2 separate regions of the Mus musculus genome follow, and region 1 is linked to region 2. A link is a contact called in public promoter capture Hi-C data. All regions are on one chromosome and are shown on one strand. The core of a region is the stretch at or near the end of the contact, and the rest is flanking DNA. Distances in the headings are between cores, read along the strand shown.

The links. Promoter capture Hi-C pulls out the DNA fragments that hold promoters and counts their contacts.
Region 1: a contact with region 2 is called in a promoter capture Hi-C map of trophoblast stem cells, with 6 times the contacts expected there. The contact joins two enhancer-like sites. A contact is called at or near these places in 22 of 39 promoter capture datasets (the 3T3-L1 cell line, 3T3-L1-derived adipocytes, the C10 cell line and 13 more), 1 of 15 datasets of contacts at CTCF or cohesin (large pre-B cells), 9 of 484 Hi-C or Micro-C datasets (Th1 cells, cerebellum, embryonic stem cells and 4 more) and 1 of 9 other capture datasets (embryonic stem cells).

Annotation. Positions count from the first base shown.
Region 1 is chr2:103,838,491-103,843,922 of GRCm38.p6, forward strand. It overlaps the pseudogene Gm13875. Among named protein-coding and RNA genes, the nearest start is that of 4930547E08Rik, 31 kb to the left of the region's middle. Within about 2 kb of position 4,016, at least 33 of the 459 cell types and tissues checked have an H3K27ac peak or open chromatin away from gene starts, as enhancers often do. A contact at or near this core is called in trophoblast stem cells, where this site is marked.
Region 2 is chr2:103,443,248-103,448,365 of GRCm38.p6, forward strand. Elf5 (E74-like factor 5) reads left to right here. Exons shown (of 7, transcript NM_010125.3): 5 at 4,185-4,247. Among named protein-coding and RNA genes, the nearest start is that of Elf5, 22 kb to the left of the region's middle. Within about 2 kb of position 1,729, at least 8 of the 459 cell types and tissues checked have an H3K27ac peak or open chromatin away from gene starts, as enhancers often do. A contact at or near this core is called in trophoblast stem cells, where this site is marked.

The DNA of each region.
Region 1 (5,432 bases), core at 2,766-5,265, 400 kb after region 2:
TTCCAGGACAGCCAGGGCTATACAGAGAAACCCTGTCTCGAAACACCCCCCACCCAAAAAAAAAAAAAAAAAGTGAGACAAGGGCTGGAGAGATGGCTCAGCAGTTAAGAGCACTGACTGCTCTTCCAGAGGTCATGAGTTCAATTTCCAGCAACCACATATTGACTCACAATCGTCTGTAACAGGATTTGACGCCCTCTTCTGGTGTCTCTGAAGAGAGCAACAGTGTACTCATAAAATAAATAAATGTTAAAAAAAAAAGTGACAAAAGAAACATTCCTCCCTTAAGTCACTTCCTGTCAGGTATTTGGCTATAACAATAAGAAAAATAAGTAATACAGAAACATATTACCAGGGTGTGAGTGTGAGAGCCAAAGTTATAGTTTAGTTTTAATTACTGTGCCTAAGAGATCCATAAAACACAATGCTTCGCTCTTCGGGCTTGGGCTTGGGTTCTGGCGACATGACTAAACGCACCAAGAAGGTCGGCATCATCGGCAAGTACGGGACCCGCTAAGGTGCTTCCCTCCAGAAAATGGTGAAGAAAATTGAAATCAGCCAGCGCGCCAAGTACACTTGCTCCTTCTGTGGCAAGACCAAGAGGAAGAGACAAGACGAGCCGTCGGCATCTGGCACTGTGGTTCCTGCACGAAAACAGTGGCCGCCGGGGCCTGAACCTACAACACCACCTCTGCAGTCACAGTGAAGTCTGCCATCAGAAGAGAAGGAACTGAAAGACCAGTAGAAGCCTTGCTGAGACTTGCCTAGCCTGCAATAAGCGGGTTATTTACGAAAACAAAACAAAACAAAAAAACCCACAATGCTTCTACACTGTAAGTTCCTTGCTAAGGCCAGATATTTCCTGAGATGCTGGAGGCTACTATTTATGTAAACTAATGAGCCTTGTGTTCTGCATTTTTTGTACCCTTAAACAAGTTTGTTTGACCCAACAGAAAGTGCTTGATCACATTCAGGCAGGAAGTGTGTCAGGATACAGGTTTGCCCCTGATTGGTCCTTGTGGGAAATACGTGGCCTTCTGCATGTGCCTTTAGAAGCCTCTGCAAAATGTGACTCATTACCATTTTTGGGGGGGGGACCCCAGAATGGACCTAGTCTGAGTCTATCATCTTGGCCAGTACTTAATCAACGCTTGCTTCAATTTGGCTCAATTCGGTAGCGGTCTTATTCCATTTACGGGGTTAACAGGCTACTGCTGCGACAAACGTGACCACATGGTTTGTAGGCTTTTTGAACTGGCTTGTATGAGGTGTGTGGAAGAGTTTGGAGATCTAGGCTGCAGAAGCCTTGTAACACTGTCATATTTAATTGTCGGCTGTCACGTGACCCAAAGCTTGGGTCATCTCGGAAGAAGGAACCTCAACTGAGGAATTACCTTGATCAGACTGGCCTGTGGCCATGTTTGTGAAGCTTTTTCTTAATTGCTGATTGATGTGGGTGGTCCCCTTCCTAGGCAGGTAGGCCTGGAATGTGTTAGAAAGGAAGCTAAATTCGAGCCTGGGAGCTAGCCAGTAAAGGGTGAGCTCTGTGGTTCCTGACCTGACTTCCTCAGCGAAAGGGCCGTTCGTTACCTGGAAGTATAAATCAAATAAGCCCTTTCTTTTCCAAGTTGTGAGGAGTCTGTGGGACTCCACACAGATTTGAAGGCAGGAGTCATTATGCTTAATGTATTGTTAAAAATAAGTTTCCATTTACAGTAAGAGCTGAGTTTCTGTCTGTTTCCTGGAACCTGCCCTGCCCTAACCCATGCCCTTGACTTACTTTGGAGAATACCCGCTAACCCTCACATGGTGATGGCTGTTGGTTAGGGATCTTCCTGGACCTCTCTACTGCTCCATTGTCTCTCTCCTGTAAATCTGCTTCGCACATACTCATGATTTTACCCCTAAGAAATGAACTCAAGGCTGTTCTCATTACATGAGACATGGGAGGCAGTCGCTGGCCAGCTCTCAGGTGCACCCCAATAAAAATCAAGTTTGCTTCAAATTTTGGTAGTGCTCTTCTTCTTGCCTAGTGGGATTAACAGCTGCTTGTTCTCAGGGTTCTGACTTATCACAGCAACAGAAAGCTAACTAGAGCAAATGCTGTAAGCAAGGCTTAATGGACCATTCTGGTATAAGTCTGTAGTAGGACCAAAATGCTAAGACAAAATTAGACAGTCAAGGCCTGACTCCTGCGGTTTCAGAGAAGAACAAGGACTCTGCTGGAAACTGAGGTCAAGGGCCATTTGTGTTATATCCCTCAAAGAATCTGTCTGAATCCTGAGAACTTGAGACTGGATTTATGAGTTAAGGACCAATGATGGACAGGATAACAGGATAACATTCAGGTTGTATCACAACTACTGCTGATTGCTTTTATCCAGGTTTACAATGCTGGGGGGGGGGGAGTGGGGCAAACGGAGAAGAAATGCAAGGTCTAGTTAGGTCAGTGGTTTTCAACCTGTAGGTCTCGATCCCCTTGGGGGGGTCTCATATCAGATATCCTGCATATCAGATACATTACAGTTCATCACAGTAGCAAAATTACAGCTATGAAGGAGCAACAACATAATTCTATGGTTGGGGGGCCATCATGGCACGAGGAACTGTATTAAAGGGTTGCAGCACTAGGAAGGTTGAGAACTGCTGCTTTAGGTGAGGAAAGGAGCCAACAGCTGAAATTGTCAAGGGATTAGGAGACGCGCCCCAGGGGAAGGCCACATCTCTAGAAGCTCCATCTTGTAAAAATCAAAACTCATTGAAAACACTTGCCAGGCTGGCTGTTTTCAGTTGCTGGGTCAAACGCCTCAGTTGGTTGGCCTCTCTCCTTTTGAACGCTGTCTTTGGGCTCTCTGTCACTGTGAAGAGAAAAGCAGCCATGAGCAGTAGCCAGGCCACAGCCTGAATGCTATTGAAATTTTTCTTCAAACAAATTGGTCCACTTACTTTCCAATTTAGCCTCTACCATGTTCTCAGGGCATAAACAGAATGAAGCCAACTCTTTGCCTGAAATAGCACACAAATGGCTTCTAACCCAGTTCCTGATTGAGCCCTTGTTTGCCTGTGCAGCCTCATGAACCAGGTCTCCAGAGCCAGCGTTTCTCTTGTCACTCTGGTTTTCCAGCTCCCACCATAATAGCTCACTAAACTCTGACTATGGTGTTCTAGGGCTTTTAACCCAAGGTTTCAAACTGTTTCGCATTCCTCTCAACCAGCTGAAATGGCCAGGTTTCTCAAAACAGTGGCTCCACCTCCTCACTACTTTTCTGTCTTAGCCAACTTTTCTGGATGCTGTGACAAAGTATCCAACAAAGGCATCTTAAGGATGGAAGAGTTTGTCTTGAATTAAGAAGGATTCGCCTGGGGCTGGCGAGATGGCTCAGTGGTTAAAAGTGCCGACTGCTCTTCTGAAGGTCCCGAGTTCAAATCCCAGCAACCACATGGTGGCTTACAACCATCTGTAACGAAATCTGATGCCCTCTTCTGGAGTATCTGAGGACAGCTACAGTGTACTTACATATAATAAATTTAAAAAAAAAAAAAAGGAGTCCCTTGGCCTTGGCGGCACACAACCTTTAATCCCAGCACTCAGGAGGCAGAGGCATATCTCTTGAGCTCATGGCAGGGAAAGTATGGTACCAGTAACTGGGCACATTGTACCCACAGTCAGAAACAGAGGGAGATGAAGGTCTGGAACCCCAGAACGTGGAATGTTAGGGTAGGTCTCAAACCTCAGCTAACTCAATTTAGAAACCCCTTCACAACCGGGCGTGGTGGCGCACGCCTTTAATCCCAGCACTCGGGAGGCAGAGGCAGGCGGATTTCTGAGTTCGAGGCCAGCCTGGTCTACAAAGTGAGTTCCAGGTCAGCCAGGGCTATACAGAGAAACCCTGTCTCAAAAAACCAAAAAAAAAAAAAAAAAAAAAGAAACCCCTTCACAGACAAGCTTAGAGACTTGTCTCCTAGGTAACTCTGGAGCCTGTTGAGTGACAGGCACTGTTAACCAGCACACCCACAGAAATTAACATAACTTCCTGTTTTTCAACATTCCAGAAGAGACTACAATGATCAGTTGTGACTCTGCTCTTGTAGATGTGTGCCAGACTCATCTGCGAATGGAAGGAGCTGAGTCACAAGGTGTACAAATGAAATAGAAGATGCCGCTGGTTGTCCTCCCAGTGGGTGTCCCAGTTTTCGTCCAATCTTCTGAATTTGAGAATTTTCATTTCCTCTTGTCCTTGACAACTCTTGACACTGCCAGATATTTTGATTTTTGTCAGTTTTAGCACTAAAAACATTTTCTCGCTGTTTCCTTTATCTCTCTGTCTCTCCTCTTTCCTTCCGTTCTTGTTTTTCCTTCCTTCCTTCCTTCCTTCCTTCCTTCCTTCCTTCCTTTCTTTCTTTTTCTGTAAATCAACCCATTTATTTATTTATTTATTTATTTATTCCCGAGACAGGGTTTCTCTGTATAGCCCTGGCTGTCCTGGAACTCACTTTGTAGACCAGGCTGACCTCGAACCCAGAAATCCGCCTGTCTCTGCCTCCCAAGTGCTGGGATTAAAGGCGTGCGCCACCACACCCGGCTATTTAGTTATTTTTAAGCTCAGAAATCCACCTGCTTCTGCCTTCCAAATGCTGGGATTAAAGGCGTGTGCCACCACTTAGTAGTATTTTTTTTTAAAGATTTATTTAGTTATTATATGTAAGTACACTGTAGCTGTCTTCAGACACCCCAGAAGAGGGCATCAGATGACAATGTAGATGGTTGTGAGCCACCATGTGGTTGCTAGGATTTGAACTCAGGACCTTCAGAAGAGTAGTCAGTGCTCTTAACCGCTGAGCGATCTCTCCAGCCTGTCAACCCATTTATTGAAGGCTAGGCGAATCTCAGATAGGGCTTCTACTGGCCTTTCAGTTCCAGTCCGATGGCCGACTTCACTGTGACTTCAGAGGTAGTGTTGTAGGTCCAGGCCCCAGCGGCCACTGTTTTCATGCAGGAACCACAGTGCCAGATGCTGACGGCTCGTCTGTCTCTTCATCTTCGTCTTGCTGCAGAAGGAACAAGTGTACTTGGCTTGCTGGCTGATTTCAATTTTCTTCACCATTTTCTGGAGGGAAGCACCATAACGGGTCCCGTATTTCCTGATGATCCCGATCTTCTTGGTCGAAGCCCATGCCCAAGCCTGAAGAGTCCTTTCTTATTTTTAAAAATAATTTATTTTTATGTCCACTGGTGGGTTTGCCTGCACGTATATCTGTGTGAGGGTGTCAGATCCCCTGGAACAGGAGTCACAGACAGCTGTGAGCTGCAATGTAGGTGCTGGGAATTGAACCTGGGTCCCCTGGAAGAGCAGCCAGTGCTCTTAACTGTTGAACCATCTCTCCTATCCTTACTCCCCCTCCCCTTCTCCTTCTCCCTTCCACTCTTTCTC
Region 2 (5,118 bases), core at 479-2,978:
TGCTAAGTCGTTGATAATTAAAGGATGGTGGAATAGGGGGATCTCAAATGACCCACAATCCCAACAATTAGTTCATGTCTGGAGATGGAGGCAGGGAACGGGAACGTTGGAGCTTCTGTTTTAAAAACATTTCTATGTGTTCTTTGAGAATTCCATACATGTATGTGATGTATTTTGATCATGCCTTCCAATGCTGATGTGCCAACTAGAGGCCACAGAGTAGCCAAAGAGGACAGGGTCCCATCCTGGAGGCTTTGGTAGCAATTGCTAGCTATCATGGTTCTTTGCTTTTTGGGTTTTTCTTTTTAAAGATTTATTTGTTTTATATATGTGAGTACACTGTTGCTGTCTTCAGACACACCAGAAGAGGGCATCAGAACTCATTACAGATGGTTGTGAGCCACCATGTGGTTGCTGGAAAATGAATTCAGGACCTCTGGAAGAGCAGTCAGTGCTCTTAACCACTGAGCCATCTCTCCAGCCCTATCATTATGTTTCTAAAGCACTTAGCACTGTGCCAGGTATAGAGTCAGGAGTCCTAGATATATGAGCTCACATGCATGCCCCATCTCCATTTGCATCTGAAGAAAACTGGGGTGCAGCAACTTTAGAGTAATCACAGACCTGGGACTGATATGAACATACATGCATGCGCACACACACACATGCACATTTGCATGCACGCATGCATAGCAGCTCCCAAGCCCTTCTATTTGTTCTTCTGCCTACTTGGTAGAGATCCAAGGTACCTGGGAGTTGTCTAGCTCCGAACCTTGCTTGACAGTGATCCATCACAGGGGATCTTCATTTGTTCCTACCCAAAGCCCAGCAAGCCTCGAAGCCATCCAAACTGGCCAAGCAGCAACAGTCCAGCCCTTGATCATTTTTTTTTTCTTCTCTTTCCACCTGTCCCCTCCCTCCTGCACTACAGAAATGTCAGTAGAGACCACACCATACCCAAGGATAGAGCTTACAAGCTTGAGTTCATGGCCAGCAACTCCTGCTCTTGAGTATCTCTGAGGCATGCTAGTGTGGGGTTGGGAGTTTTGAATGGACTGACAGTGTCATGAACAGGAGTGAGCTCGATTTTGAAACCCTGTCACCAGGCCTCCATCTTAGCTTCTAGAGGACACCTGATTAGGATTTCATGATGATAAACTTAAAATTTTAAGCTTCCAGTATCAAGGACAACCAGGCCCGCCCAAGCCTCAGTGACAGTAGCAGGAATATGCCTCCCCTTGTGCCACACCAGGTACCCCCGCTGCTTGGGTACTGTTGCTGTAAGGCTGGTGTTTGCAGACATGCAGCATTCCTTCACGGTACTGCAACAAACCAACAGCTCACCTTGGTGAAGGGTTTAATCAGGTGCCTGCCTTGAGACTGGCAGCAATGACGCCATCTCCTCTGCCTCCGCCTCTATCTCAACCATTAGATTAATCAAAGGAGAGAGATTTGGAACCTCCTCAACTCATGAAGGACTTCAAAGTCACCTGATCTGGAAGAGTAGGAACAGAGTAACCTGACCAGATGGATCTTCACGTCTCTTGTGTGATCCCTCTGCTCTGTGCCCACCACCTCCCCTCATCCCACCAAACAGACTCCATCCCAAGCACAAGGGACCACAGAGATGAAAAGCTTGCCCTTTCCCTGGCTCTCCTTGTAGTCCAGTGAAGGCTTCTTATCTGTTCGTAGTCAGTGACTCAGTGACTCGGCTTTGTTTATTGTTATGGCTCCACTTGCTTCCCCCGCCCCCTAAAAGATTCAGTAACACAATGGGGAAGTCTAGAGATGGGGATAGGCACACAGCACAAAAGAGCCAGTGACCGCTGCTCAGATCATTTGAGCTAAGTGCTCACTCGGTGCCTACCAAATACCTCCTGCAAAGGACATGACCTGCTTGTGAGTGTCAGCTCTGGGACCTCTGGGACGGAGGTGACAGGTGGAGAAAGAACACTGTACTCAAGTCCCAGCCTGGCACCTGTACAAAAATTTTAAACTCTCTGGGTTCCAAACTCTTAAATAAAATGGCAATAATGTGAGCATCATCCACCGTTGCTACAGGACTATGCTGCAGTGTATGAGGCCTCTAGTAAACACTCAGCACTTAATAAAATGCCCCATGAACATAAGAACATAAGTGAAGAAAAGCTGAGATAGGTTTTAAAGGAAGAAGAAACACATGGGTGCTTTTAGACCTCCAGGAGGTAGCCGGGGGCTCTAGCACAGGACATGGATGCTCTTAGATCTCTAGCCCAGGAGGTGGACTCAGGGGAGGCTTCTGAAGAGGTTCTGTGGGAATGAGAGTCTGCTGGGTAGATGTGAGGAAAGTCACTCCGACCCCACTGAAACCCGCTAACCTGAGATGAAAGAAAGGCGGGGAGCAGAAAGAGATAAGGCTAGAGGACTGGGGGGTCCACTTTATGAAAGGCCTGCTTAATGTGACAGCCTTCATTGTGGTGATACTACAAGATGTTCATGTGGGGAGTGATACAATCCAGTAGCCTAGAACACAGGACCTGGGCAAGAGTGTACACGGGACACCCTTTTTTCCCAAGATCCCTTGCGTATTCCTTTGTTTCATTAATACATATCCTAGACTATTCAGTCTGCATGATTAGTGTAGTGTAGTGGCTGATAATAACAGTTATTTAATACCTGCTGTATGCCTTGCACTATGCTAGGTGCTGAGGGAATACATAGGTAGAGGCAAATCCTGCCCTCTAGTGGACACAGACGGCAAAGCACACAAATCAATGTGTCATGTAGGTGCTCAAAGGCCAGAAAGAAGTAAATGAGAGATCTCAGTAGAGGCCCAAAGGCGCCGATGTGCGGTTACAATTTTCAAAGTGGGAGGAAGCCACTCCTGGAAGGTGAATCTTAGCCCTGACTGAGATGAAGATGTGAATACCCAGATAGTCAAGGAAGGGACAAAGGGCGACTGTAAATGCCCCACGGTGTAAGGTGCCTGCCTGATGAGAAAGCCCGTGTAGCTGAAGCAAAGTGACCCCAGAGCTGGAAGAATAGACAGAGACTTAAGGTGAGGCAGGAGCTGGGTCTGGTTCTAAAATTCTCTTTAAAATCCAAATAATTTCGGACAATGCATGTGTGAGTATCTGAGATTATCAATCAAAGCACAATGATATGCAATCCCTTCCAATACTGAGTTAACTCTCGCTTCCTGCATGAAGTCTCATCTCCTTGTTTTTGCTGGGTCCCTTCCAATCTGTTCTCCACACAGTCACAAGAGGGATCTTCTTAAAAGATGGGCTGCTGAGATAGAAATGTAGCTCAGTTAAGTAGTTTGTGTAACATGAATGAAGCCTTGGCTTTCACCCCAGCATAAACTGGAAAAGCCAGTCCAGGCCTGTATTCCCAGCACTTAGTGAAGAGGTGGAGGCAGGAGGGTCGGGAGTTCGAGGTCGTCCTAAACTACAGTGAGTTCAAGATCAGTGCGAGCCATCTAAAAGCCTGTCTCAAAAGAAGGCAGGGCACGGGGATCGCAGAATTCACTTTAATATAAAATCTCAAACCACCACCCAGCCTCCAAAAACATCACCTACCACTGTCTGCAACTTACATGGGTGTAGTGGTGCCTCCCGCTCTCTCCAGCCACAGGGTATGCAAGCTTCCTAGGCACTCTATGATAGACACTGCCCCCTCCACCTAAAACCTGCTCTCCCTCCTCCTCCCCCTCCTCCTCCCCTTCCTCTTCCCCCTCCTCTTCCTACTCCCCTCCCCTCCTTTCTCCTTCCTTCCCTTCTTCCTTCTCTCCCTTTCCACTCTCCCCCTCTCTCCTCCTCTCCCTCCTCTCCTTCTCCTCCTTCCCCTCTTCCTCCTCCTTCCACTGGTTCGTAATGTAACTCTCTCCTCCTGTGAGCTCTACCCTCAGAAAGAAGACACCCCTTACCTCATTCTTTTTACAGCGTCATGTATTGATCACATTTGAAGCGACAGGTGATTTGTCTGTTTCATCTGGGGTTCACCTGGCTCCATGAGCAGGGACTGTGCCTGTGTCCCCTCTCATGTATCCCTGTACGCACAGGCCCCAGGACTGAGCACTTCCATCCCATCCCTCCATCTCCTAACCACCCTAACGAGCCTCCTCTCACAGTGACTGCAGTTAAGTTCCGTTCTTTGGGGTGCAGCTTGAGGCTCCTCCCCTGCCACGGGTCCTTTTGTTTCAGATGCTGATTCCAGTTGCTTGAAAACAAGTGGCATCAAGAGTCAAGACTGTCACAGCCGAACAAGTAAGGGTCCAGACACCATTCCCCTTCCCTAAGGCAGTTCACCTTTGAAGCTAATCGTTTGAGGGGGGCCTGTCCCCTCCCCAGGGAGGCAGTGGAGAGGCTGGTGTTTGTTTCCATACATGTGACCAAAATCATGACTTTCACTTGGACTTGGAATTTTACGAATTAAAGAAATGTTCTATATTCTATTACTGAAGGAGGGCTTTGTTTCCTGAGCCATTCTGCGGCCTTCTCCTTGAAGTACCCAGGGGAAGAGGATAAAGGGATGGGAATGTGGGGAGTTGAGCGGTCCAGGAGCCTTTCCCAGCGCTGAGATCTGCCCGGGGCAGAATCTAGCCACTTAACCATTGGCAGTAGAGCAGGTACCTTATTGCACCTTTGACACCTACAGCAACTAAATAGAGTCTGGCATTCCCAGAGCCAGGAAATTAGGGAGTCATGGCCCAGATCATTCTTATCCATGCCCTAAAGGCACAAGAAAATGCCAGCTCCCCGTGATAAGTGAACTGCAGCATAGACATCTTCACACAACCCTCCTGCTCATCAGCAAGGACTGAGTTCATGAGGAGCTGCAGGGAATTGGGTAAATCTGGTGTCTCTGCACGGGGATTTTACCAGTAGTTATCAGAAAACAGACTTGTCCCAGCTTGGTAAGGCTCCATGCAGAGTGCTCCAAGTGAGAGTTGTCCAGCCCAGCAACAGTTCTTACAGGTTAATTAGTTACCTCTCTATATACATACATATAGATAAATATGTATATACATGTATATACATATACATCCTTCCCTCCCACCCCACTGTCTTTTAACACCTTTCATTTCTTTAACACCTCTCATTTCTTTTTATTCTTTTAAGATTACAATTACATCAT